Linked DNA regions of Rattus norvegicus: region 2 is linked to region 1. Evidence: chromatin contacts called from public Hi-C data. All regions are on one chromosome and are shown on one strand. The core of a region is the stretch at or near the end of the contact, and the rest is flanking DNA. Distances in the headings are between cores, read along the strand shown. Region 1 holds the start of Nudt4 (nudix hydrolase 4). Region 2 has its middle 47 kb from the start of Nudt4.

Region 1 (4,936 bases), core at 2,280-4,779:
CCGGTCCCCAAGAGAACTGACCGGTATTGCTCAGTCTTTACTGGTTCTGCAGAGGAAAAACAGCCTGTCTATCTCAACCGTGATCTGAGCGGATAGGATCTAAGCTTTGAACAGTGCCTAAGCTCATTTCAGATGCATAATACTCGTTAAACAACACTAAGCTGGGAGATTTGAGCTCCCTGATTCCCAAGAATTGACAAGGGCACATGAAGGCCTGGCTTTGTGGCTGGTCTTTATCCTTGTCTTAGTCAGACCAGCTTCCTCTTCTGTTGGGCCTGTCTCAAATAATTACAAGTGAATTGATAATTACGTATGGGAAAGGAGTAGGTGATTTAGACTATTAAGAGTCTTCAGTTTAGCTGAGTGTGGTGGCCCATGTCTTTAATCCCAGTACTTGGCAGGCAGAGGCAGGTGGAGTTCTGTGAGTTCAAGGCCAGCCTGGTCTACGAATGCGGTCCAGGACAGACAGGACGCTGTTCCACAGAGAAACTTTGTCTCAATAAACAACAACAACAAAGTTGTCAGTTTAAATAATTTATTACAATATTTAAGCCCCTTCCATCCCATGTTAAACTCCAAGTCTTCTGCAATACTCTTCTAAACTTTGAGTAGGGGAAGAGGGAGGGACTTGGAGAGCTCTCTGATAAGAATCTCCCCCCTCGCAGTGCATTAAAACCCAAAATACAGGCCTGTAATCCCAGGGAGACTGAGCCAGAAGCCTGAGAGTTCAAGGTCAGCCTGAGCCACAGGAAAGACTCCTTCTTAAAGCAACGATTCTAATCCTTGTTGAGCTGGGTAGTGGTGGTTTGTAAGCACTCTGGAGGCAGAGGCAGGCTGATCTCATGTCTGAGTCTGAGGTCAACCAGGGTCTACAGAGAGAATTCCAGGATAGCCAGGGCTACACACAGAAACCCTATTTTGAGAGACAACAAAAAGTGTTTTGTCCTTTAATGTGTTCCTTTAAATTCTTTGGAACTTCAAAGCGCTTTCAGACTTACAACCTTGTGCAAGAATGTAGCAAATTAGTCTACCCATTTGAGAGATGAGAACCTTTGGGGGCTCAGACACCCAAACATGTAATCGTTAGTACTTGTAGGAGCTGAAGCCAGGACTTTTTTTCCACCAAGTTTAGTGCCTGGAAGCTAAAAGAAGGTGTCTCCTGCTCACATTCGCCAAGTCTCTGCTGGACTTTTTCCCTTTAGCAATTTGGTTCCAAACATCTTTTCCCTTATTCTAGCCCTTCATCTTCTGTAACCAATAAACGAGAAAGGGGATGGAGAGATGGCTCAGTGGTTAAAAGCACCTGCTACTCTTCCAGGTGACCCAGTTTCAGATCCTAGCAGTCACAGAGTGGCTGACAACCATCCTCAGCTCGTTTCAGGGAGATCTGATGTCCTCTTCTGTCCTCCAAGGACACCACGCACACATACGGTGCAGGTATGTACGCAAACATGTAAGCAAAAATTCATACACATAAATGAGATGAACAAATTACCATTCGGTTCTGCCATCCTATTTATTAAGCGCCCACTTCGAGAAGCCAGATCACTGAAGAATTTGAGGAGGGGGAAATTGAATCTTCTTCATCCATCTGAAAGGATTACCTTAAAGCCAGGCACGTGGAAACATGCCTATAACACAGCACTTCAAAGATAGGATCAGGAATTCTAGGCCAGCCTGGGCTACAGGAGACCCTATCTCAAAACAAAACATGATTAAAAAAAAAAAAAAAACACTTTATCAACAGGACTCAAATTATCTAAAAACAGCACTTGTGTATCAGTCCTACTGGAATTCCTGGGTAAATGTATGTTTGTAAACCCTGGACTTCAAGTGGCTTCAGTAAGAACAGCTTGGAAAGTGTCTCTGTACAGACTTGATTTCTAATTGTGGTGAAGCTTCATTCCTTAAACCGCCTATTCAACATTAACTCATTCTCCAAACTTGCCTCTTCTAGGCTCTGGGGTAAAACAAGCACGACAGTTTCAAATCAAAGGAGTGACGTAGCTCACCAAGGCAGCCCTGCTCTCAGTGAAGCCTCACAGGGCTTGCGGTATAAGCTTCCGGTTCCCTCTACAGCCGCATTGCCATGTTTCATTGCTAAGAGCTCTGCACCCTCCCTCTCTGCCTCCCTGACCTTTGCATAAACTCCAGTTCTGGGCTCCTGAGAGTTCAGCTCTTTGTCTTCTCGGCTCCTCCCCTTGCTGCCTTAGCTTCCTACGAAGCTTACTTCTTTCTCCTCTGGTCAAAGATCTCTGGAACCCACTACTCCCACATCAGTTTAATGGGTCATCCTGTGATTGGTCACTATTTCTCTGTTCTTAGGTTCTTATTCTGAGGGCAGGGTCTGACCGGTTTTGTAAGATGCCTGGCACATCGGAGGCCTTCCAGGAATGAAAAACAAACGGATGTGGCTGTCTAAACAGTTTTGTGGGAAGCGGAGCTCCAGTGGGTTGGTTAGGAGTTGGGGTTTTGAAATAGGGTCTCATGTAGACCTGTGTAGTCTCACCAATTCCAAATACATTGGGGAATGACCTTGAATTCCTAATCCTTCTGGTTTTGCCTCTCAAGTGCTGGAGTTACATACCTGGGATTCCACACCTGATTTGGATTAGGAGTTTTCTTGAATTCCAGTGATGTCAGGTCTCCTACCTTCTATCTTGGCCCTCAATGGCACTGAAACATGGGGAGTTGTTCCAAGTGCCTAAGACTGTAAGCTTCCAGACAACAAAAATACCATTGATTTACTGCTGTGGCCTTACTTAGAATGAGATATACACAGAATAACAGCCATAACCCGTGTGCCTGAATGCACTCTGGAGGGTGAACCGAGATGGGGAGGGGGGGATGCTACAAACACAGACAATTGTCTATAGTACATTTCAAAGCTTGAGCTGACTTTTTTTTTTTTTTTTCTTTTTTTTCGGAGCTGGGGACCGAACCCAGGGCCTTGAGCTCGCTAGGCAAGCGCTCTACCGCTGAGCTAAATCCCCAACCCTTGAGCTGACTCTTGAAGAGCACATAAAGGCACCCTCATCGAAGGAGGGAATAGGGGAAGAGGAGAAGGAAGGGGAGAGGAGAGAGAGAACTCAATGAACTTAACCATCCTAGCCTTCGCTAGCGGCGCTAACCGCGAAGCTTCCGTAGTCATGCAATGGCTCCGGGAACCCTGGCTCCAGGCCCCATACTGGGGGCCCGTCCCTAAAGGGAACTCTATCGAACAACTAAAACGGAGGGCCAGGAAGTCTCGGATCGCTTCCCTTCTGTGGCCTTGTACAAAGCACGCCCCAACCCCCTCCAAGGCGACTCGGCTCGAGCACTGGCCGGAGGGCAGGGCAGAGCTGGTAGAGCCCTAGACTTAGGTCTCAAGCCCCGCCCCCGAGCAGGCCGAAGCCGCACCCCTAGCTCCCCACCCCACCCCCTCCCGGCAACGGTCCTGGCACGCAGGCGTAATGGCGCGCGCAAAAGAGCGCGCGCACGCGCGCGCGCGGGAGCCCAGCTTAAATGCGGGCGAAGGGGGCGGCGCGCATCCTTGGCGTCTCTGCCCGGTTTGCGCCGCCGCTTCCAACTGTCTCCGCGTGGCACGAGCCACGAGCCGCGCTCTTCCCCCGGCGGCGGCGGTGGCGGCGGCGGCGGCGGGTGCAAGCAAAGAGTGGCTGCAAGCGGCTGCGGGCTCCATGGAGAGCGGCGGGCGCCCGAGCAGAGGCGGCGCTACCACCGCTGCGCCCGGACTGCAGTGACCCGCGTTCCGCCCCGCGTCCCGGCGGCCGCCCGGCCTCGCCGTCCGTGTCCGCGCCGCCGCCGCCTCCCGTCCCACCGGCTCCGGAGCACCGCGACTTCGTTCGGTCCGACTCCCCGGCGGGGTGGCGGCGGCCGGGTCCCCACGGTGGCGGCCGGAGCAGCGGCTGCAGGAGCCCGGCTCTAGGATGAAGTTCAAGCCCAACCAGACGCGGACATACGACCGCGAGGGCTTCAAGAAGCGGGCGGCCTGCCTGTGCTTCCGCAGCGAGCAGGAGGACGAGGTAAGCGCGGGGACAAAGGCTGGCGGCCGGGCTCCATCCCGCAGCCCCCTGCATCCCCCCGGTCTGCGGGTCACCGGCAACCCTCACGCCCGGAGCTGGAGACCGGTCGCTGGGCTCGCCCATTAGATCGCAGGCTGTTGGTTTAATTACGTTAGATACCTCTTTTTTGGCAAAGCGGCCTCCGCTTTTAAAGTTTCTCTGACGACCGAAAGATGGCCAGCGAGAGATGGAATGAGGCCAAAAAGGACAAGATAGGCCAGAAACCGGGGCAAAGTCGCTCTTTTCGGCCCGGCGATCTCTCGCTCTTCTGGTTTCTCAAGACTGTTCTGCGGTGTGACTTGACATCTGGGAAGGAGCGGCGTGTAATTTTACCCTCCCCACCGCATTGGTTTGATAGGGGCCTTTGGAGTATTCTCTGGGAGGGCCTATTATGTTTAATTTCAGTTATATTCGGTTTTTAAATGATTGATTTTTTTTTTAATCTTGCTCTGGATAGTTAAGTCACTTGGTAGCTGGGGGAAATCTTGTAGCGCTGCCACACCTAAAATGAACTGATAGAGGAAAAAGTTGTCGTTCTGAGTTCTGCTTCTATACCCGTGCCCAGAAGAGCACAAGATGTAAAGCCGGAGATGGGAATTTAATGGCTTCCTTATTGCAAGGCCCAGTAGTTAGCTATGACAGCATACACTCAGTGGTTGTTAACAAAAAAAACCGCGTGCTAGAAAGTTATGATCTTTAAACCGCTCTTGCATTATATTTATTTTTTTTTTAAGAAACAAACAGTTCAGGTTGTTTTGAAACCTTTTAAGTGTTAAACCCGAATCCTGAAGGAACTTCCAGAGAAAGAAAGGTCTTTGAAGCGGTTCTACTTAGAAGAGAACGAAATATAAGGGCTTTTTTAAAAGTGCACAAAG
Region 2 (4,652 bases), core at 1,867-4,366, 47 kb before region 1:
CTCAGGTAAGGGGCAGGGCCCCGCTCTCCCGAATGCTGAGCCTTCGAGGGGCAGGGCCAGCTTTGCTCCATTCTTAATATATTACTAGTAGACGTTTGTCAGTTGCAACAATCATGCTTTATTTGTGGCTTTACCTTCTGCAGTTTCAAACCAAGGTTCAAAACAATAAATGAAAGTAAGTAATAACTTCCAAGGAACGTGTACTATATAGTAATTTCTATAATGGTCCCACTTTATTAGTGGTAATATCTTCTTGTGTAGATTTTTTAATTAAACTGATGAATTTGTATGTATAGTAAAAACAAAATATGCCACACAGGGTCTGACACTATCTACAGTTTCTAGCATTCCAACGTGTTGGAACATCTCCATGTTAGGTAAGGAGGAATAACTATATTAATTAAGAGTTTAAAGGAGTTTTTGTTTTGTTTTGTTTTGTTTTTGGTGGTGGTGATGATTGGTTGGTTGGGGTTTGGGGCTCTCAGTGTAGGGAAGGTTTTGGGGTTGGTTGGTTTTGTTTTTAGATTTTGTTGGTTGGAGGTGCAGAGGCCAAGTCTTCATACATAGCTCAAGGGAACCTACCTCTGTGTTTTCCCGGCCAGCCGTGAACTCTTGATGATCCTCCTGCATCAGTTTCCCATGTGCTAAGACTCCAGCCGCAGCCATCACACGGAGGGATCAAGCTCCATTGTTAAATGACTGCAACAATGGATGCGCTCCTGAGCCACACAACCCTCACCAGACCAGAAGTTACTGTCAGCTTTTTAGAAGAATTAGAAAGCAGAGGAGAAAGAAATCATTAGCCAAACTTCCCACGGAAAGTCACACATTCCGAGCTTCCCTTGGCCAAGGAGTCTCTTGAAAGGTGCTGATGGCCCCTTTCTGGAGCTTTACTTGACAGTGATCGATGACCTTGCAGATAATCTTATCTATGCAGACTCATCTAACTTGACTGACAAGAAGTTCTGGGCTCCTGCAGAGACATAAAGTTCCCCCAGTCTGTCAGGTATACCTCTCCCTGACTCACCGGTTCATGAGTGTCCCAGACACTTGGCTCAAAGCACTTGTGGCATAATGACAGACAAGAGACCATGACACTAAGCATATGAAATGAAGCAATCAGAACATATTCTTACCACTGTTTCAAAAAGCCGGGTTGCAAGGAGGTATCCTGTCTAGGATAAGCCACATCGACGAGCTAGACAGTTTCATTTCACACTAGGACAGAGGGGATGCCGATATCTGGCGAGGCGAAATCTGTACCAAGGGTTTTGTGAATAGCTAAAGCTTGGGAATATTTACCCTGTTCTTCCAGGGGGCCTCATCCACCACCATATGTGTCTTCTTCCTGCCTCACCCTGTCCTCTGCGCACCAGTATTTAGCACTCTGACAAAACCAAACATGTCTCCCTGCCGTCATCATCCGCTGCCCTCACTCCTTCTCTCCACCAGGCCCCTATTCCTGTCCCTTCCTCCACCCAGCCAGGACATGCTCACCTTTCCGGTCTCAACTTTGCCTTCAAACCGGTTTACACCACAAGAGAGTCACTCTCTGAGAGTGGCCTGTCTCCAATCTGTGGCATCTATGGTCTCACAGAACTGCCCTTCTTAGACAAAATCTGTCCTACGACAGATAGTTGGTAAGTATTAAATGGAAGAAAATTAAAAATGAATGAATAGAATCAATGTTATTTATCATCATTCCTAGACAGGATACTTTGAAAAAAATATGCCAAAAACTCTAAAATGTCTTTTTAAAATGATGCCTTTTTGATAATTCCTCCCCTGACATATTAAAGAGGATTCTGGAATTTCTCTAGAAGACATAAGAGACTCTGAGATTAGTCTAAAGCTTTCTGAAGCATTGTGTCTTCTCATTTCCAGCTGTGAACCCAAATGTCAGTCATCAGATGGTACCGGGATGCTTTTGAATGTAAAGAAGCAAAGCTCTAAATACTGTTCCGAGGTCAGCCTAACCAGGTGTGGTCTAAAAACAACGTCTGGGCCTGGTATAATTTGAGGCTTATAGCTCTGCTGTATTCACCAGCAGTGCTAAACTCTGTAAACCTGTTTCCCATGACTCCTGATGGGTTCTGTCAGTCTAGCCCGGTCTAGCCTTCATAAGGACAAATATGGAAGGAGTCTTCCATAGAAAACAAAGGCTGGGGACACAGCTTTGTACACAAATTTGTATAGTGTTCCATCCATTCTTCTTCCTCAAAAAGAGAGGGCAGGAAAGTGCTCCAGGAGACCCTGGGGTTTGCAATTCTTTATATCCTTGTGTCCCCAGCATGAGAGAAAATGAAATTCTTTTATCTTTTCTTCCCAGTGCATGGGAAATCCTGAGGACATCCCTAATATTAGATCCCAGAGTAAGACTCAGGTCAACCAGGGCTACCTAGTGAGAACAAGACTCTAAGTAAGTAAGCAGACAAACAAATAAGATGTGTGTGCAGTTGACAGCTGAAATTTTTCAATTTGTTTTCATTGAATTGTTTTTTTTAAGAGCAGCCCAACCTTGCCTCGACCCAAGATTCTCCTATGTCTATGTCATGAGTGCTGGGGTTACAGACATGAACCAAAATCCCCAGGTTATCAAGTTTACTTGCCCCAGCACTTGAAAAGTAAAGGCAAGAAAAAAAAGTAAAGGCATTCATCGTCATCCTTAGCTACACAGTGAGTTTGAGGCTACATGAGATCCTGTCTCAAAACGAACAAATAAAGTAATGAACATGAACTAAAGTTTTATGAAAATACATGCTTTCAAGCAATATATGGCCCAGACACCTCCATTCCCTGACCTCCTTAGAGTTGAACACATGTCATTATCAAGCCAAGAACCTAAAACCCAGATCGTAGGTCAGCACATGGCTCTCTGGAATCTAAGTCAGAACTTGGCCCGAGGCCCCTCTAACTCATGAGCTGTTGAGACATTTCTTTAAAACGCTCACCACAGCCAGCACCTCGGATGGGCAAGAGCTTCGGACTTGCCAGGCGATTTCTGATTGGACTTAGTGATTGGTAAGGGAAAGTGCAGGAGGCATACGACAGCCCGGAACTTTCTCTGCCCCTCCCTCTTTTTCAGTCTAGAGGTAGAAACAGGAGACTGGAAGGCTATTCAGACTCTGTTAGCAAGAGACAAAGAGAGCCCTGGCTGCCCCATTAGTCACTGCTCGGAAGTCCTTGCCTTCTACTTCCAAAACTGCCTTACCCCGAAGTGACTTCTCTTTGATGCTATTTATGAGCTGGAACGTGACCCTTGGGGAGGCAGGCCGAGGGCATGCGGGGGACATGAATGGGGTATGAAAGCTGCTTTTCTACTTGGGGCTGGCATTCGGGTTCTCAGGAGTATATATGGCCGAGAAAGCGAGGCAACGGTTGTTATTTATAGCACAGCTCTCTAGAGAGGAAAATTCTTTCTCGACTGAGGTGAGAAATGTAAAGAGACCCAGTTAGAAAAGTGCCAGGGTTCTCGTCCTTGGGAAAGAACCACAGCTAGGCTTGCTAGTGACTCCAGAACGGCAGTGGTTTCTGCCCTTGTTGAATCATACACGTTTTCTTTTCTATCCCATTTTGTCTCCTCCTAATATTGTGTGAAAATCACACAGATGCAAGGGTTCTCCCCCCGCCCCCAGCTCCCTTTTTAAATGTGTGTGGAGGTCAGAGGGTCAGAGGACAATCTTCCTCTTCCCCCTCTGTCCTTCCACAGGAGCCATCCAGCTTGTGTTTTGAGACAGGCTTTTTCCCATTGTCCTGGGATTTGCCAATGACACTAGACTGGCTGGCCAATGAGTCCCGGGGATCCATCTGTTCTCAACTTCCCCAGGGCTGGGATTGCAAGCATGTGCCTGGTTTCCTTTCTGATATGGCTTCTGAGAATTAGATTTACACTGGCATGCTTGTACAGCAAGAATTTTATTGGCTGAGTTATCTCCCCAAACCCCCTCCTGTCCTTTTTGAGACAAGGTGTCAAGCAGCCCAGGCTGGTTTTGAACCTACTCTAAGGCCAGAGATGTCTGTGAACTCCTGATCCTCCCACCCTACCATCTCCAATTCAAAAAACGAGAGGACCTGAGTTAGAATCCCCAGTGCCCATGTAAGAAGCCAAGTGTGGCCTTGTGTGCTTTTAATTCGATTGCTGGAGCTTGCTGGGCAACATTTCCAACTTCAGGTTCAGTGAGAGACCCTGTCTCAAAGATAATAAAGCAAAGAGTATAAACAGGACATTACTACTGTGCCCGGGTGATTCAAAACCTCTATCCGCAAACCATAATTACCTAAGAAAGGATCAGCAGTCGCCCCTCCCAGCTTCTTCTTCTCATGCTACAGCCACAATTCTGGCCACATTTCCTTCTTGCCCAAGGAGAGTCTAACCCACCACACGGCATTTAGATGTCTGTTAGCACTGCCTTGTAAACAGAATTTTGAGTCTAATGTTGAAAGGAAAACAACTGTTTTTCTTGGGAAGAAACCTTTCTGGAGGCCTCATCCTCAAGAAGGGAGCAGAGGGAACTGACTTGCTGAAGTCCCTTCTGGGAGCAGGTGCTCTTCATTACTCTTCTCACAGAATTACCACAAATGCCCTTTGACTTCCTCCTCAGTAGCGCCATTTTACAGTTGAGGACACTGAGCCCCAAAGAGGCCAGACAAGT

What was found. A called contact is a pair of places that touch in the nucleus more often than the background predicts.
Region 2: a Hi-C map of Schwann cells shows a contact between it and region 1, with 2.2 times the contacts expected there. The contact joins the enhancer-like site here to the promoter of Nudt4 in region 1. A contact is called at or near these places in 2 of 12 Hi-C or Micro-C datasets (Schwann cells and mammary epithelial cells).

What each region holds. Positions count from the first base shown.
Region 1 is chr7:32,090,084-32,095,019 of GRCr8, reverse strand. Nudt4 (nudix hydrolase 4) reads left to right here and starts at 3,529. Exons shown (of 5, transcript NM_053598.3): 1 at 3,529-4,022. The coding sequence starts at 3,927.
Region 2 is chr7:32,136,560-32,141,211 of GRCr8, reverse strand. No RefSeq gene overlaps it. Among named protein-coding and RNA genes, the nearest start is that of Nudt4, 47 kb to the right of the region's middle. Within about 2 kb of position 3,116, at least 2 of the 93 cell types and tissues checked have an H3K27ac peak or open chromatin away from gene starts, as enhancers often do. A contact at or near this core is called in Schwann cells, where this site is marked.